2 separate regions of the Gossypium hirsutum genome follow, and region 1 is linked to region 2. A link is a contact called in public Hi-C data. All regions are on one chromosome and are shown on one strand. The core of a region is the stretch at or near the end of the contact, and the rest is flanking DNA. Distances in the headings are between cores, read along the strand shown. Region 1 holds the start of LOC107888682 (protein translocase subunit SecA). Region 2 holds the start of LOC107888756 (guanosine deaminase).

The links. Hi-C and Micro-C count contacts between places; a contact is called where the count stands out from the background.
Region 1: a contact with region 2 is called in a Hi-C map of hypocotyl, with 2.9 times the contacts expected there. The contact joins the promoter of LOC107888682 here to the promoter of LOC107888756 in region 2. A contact is called at or near these places in 2 of 34 Hi-C or Micro-C datasets (hypocotyl and leaf).

The regions. Positions count from the first base shown.
Region 1 is chrA11:110,057,704-110,061,988 of Gossypium_hirsutum_v2.1, reverse strand. It overlaps LOC107888682 (protein translocase subunit SecA), which reads left to right and starts at 2,689. Exons shown (of 5, transcript XM_041081705.1): 1 at 2,689-3,008; 2 at 3,163-3,311; 3 at 3,518-3,679. The coding sequence starts at 2,789. LOC107888672 reads left to right here. Exons shown (of 2, transcript XM_016812844.2): 2 at 1-511. The coding sequence ends at 121.
Region 2 is chrA11:109,402,438-109,406,222 of Gossypium_hirsutum_v2.1, reverse strand. It overlaps LOC107888756 (guanosine deaminase), which reads right to left and starts at 1,496. Exons shown (of 5, transcript XM_016812952.2): 1 at 1,169-1,496; 2 at 737-796. The coding sequence starts at 1,184.

The DNA of each region.
Region 1 (4,285 bases), core at 1,440-3,939, 650 kb before region 2:
GGATGAATGCACAAAAAGGCTTGGGAGTTTAGGGCTTGAGTATCTTGGGAAGCATACACATGACAGTTTACTCTTTAATCACTATGAGATTTGGTTCGAGTTTAGGCGGTCTAAAGCTTAGAGGGTCCGATATTATTTCTGGGACTTGTTATTTGCAATTCAAGAAGCCAGAAGTGAAGATACAGATGATGCATACGGGCTCATTGATCAATTCCACAATTCTCTTGGAAGGTTAAGGCTGTTGTACCATTGATCAATGGATATGAAAGTGAAGGGGGGCTTTAATCTCTAAGAGATTTTTGTTTGAATAGATGATCTGTTTGTGCTGTAACATTAATGTAGTTATTCAAGCTGAATAGAACAGTTCGAAAACTAAAGCTTTCTTGCACTTCAATGGCTGTCAATTGATGTGGTAGGTTGGCTAGTTGGAATTTGAACATTTGTTGCTAAGCAATTTGCTGTGTGAATTGATACATAGTTCCCTATGGTAAAAATTATTTGAACAATTTCATCAGTTTGTTTATTTATTCCAATATAACTATTTAAAAACAAATGAAGACTCCATTTCTTGTCATTTTTTTCAATAATACATTCTCCTTTTACCCAAATTTGGTCAATATTGTCAGATCCACTCTCCATTGTTGCATATCCTGATTATGAATTTAAAAACAAAGTCTGGGAGGATTGATTTGTTGGGAGATTAGGAAAGCAAGGAATCTGGCAACATGCGCCGAGGGGCTTTTATCAAATCAATTTAAAGGAAGGTTTGGGTACCCTTGTACGATATCACTTGGGACGTGTAATAGGAGAGACCAATGCACTAGAGAATGCTAGCTCAATTCTAGTGGCTGAATAGTGAATCCTTAGCGACTAGGCTTGGTTCTAAATTGATTGCGCAAAATGGTTGAGAGAAAGTTATCAAACGAATCGGATGATCGAAGCATCATTCACAATTTGGTTCTAACTTGTCTCACTGGTTACAACTTTAGTTTGGCAAATTGTATAGCCTTAAAAAGAAAAATACTTTCAAATATATATTTTTAACTCGAAAATGAAGTAATTATCTCAAATTTAGCAATATAGATTAAGTTACATCAACGAATGAGATTAGTGCTTATTTATAAGATGAGAGTTTTGAAAGATTTAAACTATATATATTTTTATTTTTAGGATTTACAATAATTTTCCTAGTAAAAATATAAGTTAACAGAGTATATATTTTAACTAGGAACCAAATACATGAGTCTTGAGTTTCTTTCAAATAATAAGTCATTTTTGTCAGGCCAAATGACTCAAAGGAAACATAAATGGTCTAAAATGTGTATATCAATTATAGGCTCATTCGCGTTGTCCATGACATTTGGACAAAGAATCTTAAATTTTTTGAGATTTTTAAAATATTAACATTATAGAATTTATCAATTCTAAAGGTAAGAATTGTAATTGCTTTGTTAGGATAAATAATTGATTTAGAAAAAAATAAAGTTGATGAAATTTTACAAATAAAAGAATAATTATAAAAAAGAATAATTATATTAATAATAAATAATATAAAAAAGATCCAATATAGATATTCTTATATTTGTAAAAATTTATAAATAGTTTTAATAAAATAAAATTTTAAATGTATATTATATTAAATAAAAATAAATTTTGAAGTTTAAGTTTTTATCTTATCCTTTAAAAAAAATCGTACTAAAAGAAACATTTTCTAATCTTTCTATAACTTTTATTAATTTTTATTTTTTATCATTTTCACCACATGTTACGATGTGTTGGGACACGTGATGCTTTAATTGAAAAAAATTGGGAGTCATTAACTTCAACAGTCAACAGCTAAAGTTAAAGTTTAAAGGAATTTTTTGATGTATTTTATGATTTTTATAAAATTTTACATTTTTTTTACAATTTTTATAATTTTTTCAAAGTTTTAATATTTTTTATTAAATATAATAATTTTTATTGATTTTTATTTTTTACCGCATGCCACATCGTGATTATGACTCACGATGATTTTAATTAAAAAAATTAGGGACAATTAATTTTAATGGTCAACTGTTAAAGTTAACAGTAAAATAGTCTTTTTTTTATGCATTTTGAAAATAGAAATACACAATTGAATGCAAAAAAAAAAGGAAAAAAAAGGGCTTAATTGCTTTGTTTGAAAAGGTTTGAGGGCCTTTTAAAGCATTTTGAAAGTTTCAAGTATCTAATTGAGTGAAAAAAAATAATGGCTTAATTGTTTTTTTAAAAAATGATGGCTTTTTACAACTTTAATTCTTTTTTAAAATTATATTTTTTCAGTTTTTTCAAAATATTTAATAATTTTAAAATCCTGAAAAATCTATTTATTTTTAAAATTTTTAAAATTCAAAAAGCTTGAAATTTTTTTAAAGATTTTTCATGATTTTTTAAATAGGGGAATTACCCGATTTTGTTACGTGGCATAATCCTGACATGTCATGTAACGAAATTAATGGAAGTCAAGGGATTACACAGAAATTGATTTTTTGAGTCGTAATTGATATCTTATATTCGATTAAGGGCTCAACTGAATGTTATTTTCGATTGAGGGTTTAATTGATTATTAAATTATTTTACAGGGACTTTTTTATATATTAAGAATTAAACTTCTAACTCTACTAAAGTAATCCAAGATTTATTTTACTCAGAACGCAGTGTTTCAGCGACTATAAGAGTTAAAATAAAGGATCAAGAGCATCTATATCGTCTATTTCATTGATAAACCTGGGAAACTTGGCAGAACTTCCCATTTTTTCCATAGATAATGCTTTCTTCTAGATTCGTAAACAGCATTTCCAAGAGAAACTTCATTTCTTCTGGATACAGTTACCCCGAACGTCACTTGATTTTATCACAGCAATGTCCGATCTTCACCACGTCACCTGTCCACTCCTCATGGATGGACTCGATCAAAGAGGTCTTCACCGGCAAGAAGACCTCTCCAGATGATCATGTAACCAGTGCCGAATCCTTCACTCTCCTCCGTGAGTCATCTCCTGACCATCACTTTCACTTTAGCTCATTTACCTGGGTTTCATTTAGTTGTAGTTCCCTTTTTTTTTACTACTATTAATTCACATTTTTGTTTTTGAAATTTTAAAATTAATTTGATAATACTACTTAATGTTATTACTTTAGGATTTGCCGATGAACTGGAGAATGCTAGAAATGTAGGGAAATTTAAGCAATACATAGTTGGTAGAACCAGCGAGGCTACGTTTGAGGATGTTTTTGAGAAAAAATTAGCCATCGTTAGGTATCTTGGAGGTTGTGAGCCGACCGGCGAGGTTGTTTTCTAGTTTTCCTCTCAAATTTATTTTTATGAATTTTCTTCTTTTTTTTGCTTTATTATATTATGTTAAATGTGTTCTCAGTTGAGTGGCGAATTTGTTGGTTGTTATTGATGCTGATTTTATTTACGTTTATGGTTGGAGCCCTGCGGGTGAATTCGCTGATTGTGGATTTAGATTTTGACTTCTTTTTTTTTTTTTAGAATCTCCAACTGAGTCAAAAGAAAGAAGCTGCAAAACAATGTGATTGTACTTTATTAGATGTTGAGAATGCTCTTGCGAAGTTCACATGGGCTAAAGAAGTTCATAAGAAGATGGTTCAGCTGAAAGAGGAAGGCAAACCGATGCCAAAGAACTTTGCTGAGGTAGGTTCACCAGTGGTTTTTTTCAGTTATGTTTTTGCTGATCATTTGTTGGATGATTAAAATGTATGAGCTAGTGTCTTTATGCTTATCGCTCAATTTGTCTGATCTTAAATTCTCTAAGTTAATGTATCTTTGTCTTTTGGCTGCTGCTCGGTGAATATGACGTTGAATGTAGGATAAGCTATTTGAAAGATAAGTAAGATATTTGTCTAAGAGGGTAGGGGAGTTGGTTATGCATATTATCTGAATCAAAATGATGATTTTACATCTTGTTATTCAGACTATAGTTTGAGTGTCTGATATATATGTTTGACACAGGTGTGTTATGTTCATTTTTTGTCAAAGTTTTTTCATGTATTTGGAGGATTTCTAGAGGATTATATCCCTATATTCGTTCTGGTCCGAGACTTGCATCAAACATGGATGCATAAAGGAAAAGAAAGAGTCGAACTAACATAGAGTTACTGATGGTTGAAGCATTAAATCTGTCTTCATACACTGAAGTTTTTAAGGATGTTTGGTCTGCTGATCTGCATTATTCCTTTTTGGTTCAATGCCAGATTGCTTAAAAGACTGAGATGTCTGCCTTCATTCATCTTCAGTTGC
Region 2 (3,785 bases), core at 247-2,746:
TTGGATAACACAGCTATGCCATCCAGACTCTTTGTTTCTCCCGAACCCATGGCTAACACCTATGTGCAATACATATCTAGATATGGATATGAACTCATCCTCAAGTCTGGGTAACATAGATCAAAACAGCATATCTAAGCAACATACCAGATCAACAATACTGATAACCATCACCATGATCCATAAACTCTGACATAGATTCTTTATTTTTCCTAAACCTGTGTCCAACACCTATGTACGACACATACCCGGACATTGATATGCGGTCATCCTCAAATCCAGGAAACATAAATTAACACGGAATATCTAAGCAGTATACCACATCATCAATGATAACCATCAGTATGATCCATAAACTGTGACACAGCTAAAAGCCATCACATAACACCTACGTTATTTCTACTCTTCGTTTTTCCTAAACCCGAGTCTAACACCTATGTCCGACATATGTTCAGACTCGCCCCAGGTAACATAGATTAACACAGCATATCCAAGCAATATACCAGATCATAAATATCAGTCTGATCTATAAAATGTGACAGCTAAAAAAGTAAACCATAAGATATGTGTATTGAAGGAAGTAAATCTCCATTACTATACTAAAACAATAGGCAAAATTCAATGAATGAAAAAGAATATCTTGAATCTACCGAAATAATTCTAATGGTAGCAACTATGAAGAGGCCATTTAATATTAGCTTTTTAACATTAAATCCTATGAAAAGTTGACAATTACCTTCTTGATGACCAGGAAAAGCAGAGGCAACGGAAATGGTTCCTTCTTTAGCTTCCAACACTGTTTTTTTTTTAAATAAAAATAAAAAGAAACATTAATATTACAATTAATTATTCACAAAATAAGATTGAAAATTGAGACACATAATATTCTTCAAATGCATGCATAAAACCTAAAAACTATAATTTAAAACAAATTGTGGAAAAAGTGAGTTCCTTTTTTACTTCCAGGCATTCACAAATTCAATTGATCTGTCTAATACTAAAACTAGAAATGCAAAGCGAAGTGGAAAAATTCAGTTCTCTCAGATTCTGGAAAAGTAACAATGAAATTTTCATGAAAGATGAAAAAAAAAAGAGAAAGAAAGGATTAAAGATCAAGAAAACAAAATCTTAAAAAATATAAAAACAAAACCCAGAAAGAAAAGCATACCCTTTGCCTCTTCCATGATGAGAAAAAAAACAGAGAAGAAAATTGAAACGCTGGGTTAAGGAAAGGCAAATGGGGGTAGTCAACAGAATATGGGAAAAAGAGAAGATAAAATGTGAAAGAGAGAAAGATAGGAGAACCAGCAAGGCTTGTTCACGTAATTATATAGGAATGTATATTTATATGTAATATATATTATTAAATATTAAATAAGACTCATGGAGGAGAAAATTAAAAATAAAGAGTTACAAAGGAAAGGGAAAAGGAAAAAATTCAAGTTGCAGAAAAAACACATGCAATATAATAAAAGACAAATGGGAATCTCTTTTTTATCTTGGGGCTGATTCAGTTTATTTGTTTTCTTTTCAATGCCCTTTTTTTTAAAAAAAATTATATTTTCCTATGGGAGTCTATGTTTTTTTTTTTTTTTTTTTTTTTGGTTTTCCTGAAAGCACTTATAGGAGTCTCCAGAGTTGTTTGTGATGGGTTATTTTTAGGCTGTTCTCAACCACTAACTTCTTTTTGAACTATTTCTATTTTGTTTTTAAGGTCAAATCTAAAAGCTAAAATAAATATATTAAAACGTTTTAAATTTTATTTTTATTATATTTAAATAAATATTAATTTATTAATTTATAAGTTGTAGGATCGATTTAATTTGTATCATGTTTTCAAAATTATAAAAATAAATTTATTTGTTTAAGTAAATATATGAAAGAATTTTAAAATTTGTAGATAATTTCAGGGGGGGTTAATTTTCACCAAACTTGGTGGTGTTTAAAAGTCATAATTACTTATTTATCCTTTTAGCTTTATGAAAAAATCATTTTACTCATTCCTTTAATTTATTATCCATTTTAGCTCTTAAACTTATTTTTTGTCATATCACCTAAAAATAAATAAAAAATTATTATTATTTTAATTTTATTAATGTGATCCATGCAAGCAATTAAATATTTTTAAAATTGTAAAAATTAAAAAATATATAAAAAGTATTTTAAAATTTTAATTAATTGCTAACGTTGTATACACATAGCAATCAACATGTATGACGTCATCAAAATTAACAAACATTAACTTTTCCATCTATTTTAGGGTGATTTGACAAATAATACAAATTCAAATGTTAAAAAGATGAAAAATTAAATAAAAGGTTAAAATAACTTTTTTTATAAAGTTGGAGGATCAAAAAATTCATTATGCCTTTTCAGAATTACTCATATTTCTATTCCATTCAAAATTCATTATTATTTATTTTATTTTATTAAAACTATTTATAAAAATACAATTAAAATGATATCCATCTTGGATATTTTTATATTATTTATTTTTAATATAATTAGTTTTTTTAAAATTCTAATAACCTATTTTTTTTTCTAAATCAATTATTTATTTGAATAAAGTAATTGTAAATGTTAGTGTTTTGAACTAATGAATTCTAAACAGTTAATATTTTAAAATTTTTCATCCAAACATGCTGTTAGGATCTGTTTGAGTAAGGAATTTGTAGGAGAGATTTATTTTTATGAAGATTTTCAAAATTCTAAAAAATAATTTACTTGTTTGTTGAATATATTAGTGAATTTCAAAATTTGTGGATAATTCCACTTAAAGAGGCGATTTTTTAAAATTTTTCATTATTTTATTTTATTTAATACATGTAGTCTCATTCCAAGATAGAAAAAAACCTTCAAAAATCGTGTTTTTAATAATCTAATATATATTTTTAAAATTTTGTTTTTATTAAAACTATGTATATTTTTTTTACAAATATAACAATATTTATATTGAACCTTTTGAATTATTTATTTTTTAAAATCTTTAAAATTTTAATAACTTAATTTTTCTAAAACAAGCAATCATTAGCATTTCAATAACTTAATTTTAAAATTCTAAACATTTTAAAATTTTATTCAAATACACTCTTAAATTAGAGGATAACATATGCTTAAATACATTAAAATTTATGTGATCTTACATGTTGTGATAGCAATAATATTGATTCCGATATAATTTAAATTCAATATTTGATTTATGTTAATATAAGAAAATCTTAAACTACTAATTTTGGTTTATTTATTATTTATCTTTAAAATTTACAAGTCATTCCATATAAGTTGTTGGGATTTTTTTTATAATATTAGAAATATAAATATTAATTTCTAACAAATTAAAAGCTAGTAGAAAAATGAAGCTTTTAATTAAACCGATAAAAAAATAAAAATGAGAGCTTATCTAAATAAAATCATAAAGTCTTAACAACATTTTCATTATTTTATTTTTGCTAAAAAATATTTGATTCTCTTAATTCTTGTTTAGAAAGAAACCAAACTCTTTTTTTAGAGCCAATAATACGAATGTTTATCTCTTAATCAAATCTATGTTTATTACTTATCCCAAAACATATTTCGTATTTATTAGACGTTCTGAAAATATCTAAAAAAAAGTTCGATGATTTACTGAATAATAGGTAAAATAGAAGCAACGTTGCGACGAAATCCTAAACAAACATGATGGCGACGTCGTGACGAGCATGCATGAGACGTCACGACATCATGGTGATTCTCCAAGTTGTACAGTCACATTTTAAACTTCAAGTAGAACTGCTATTCTAGGGATA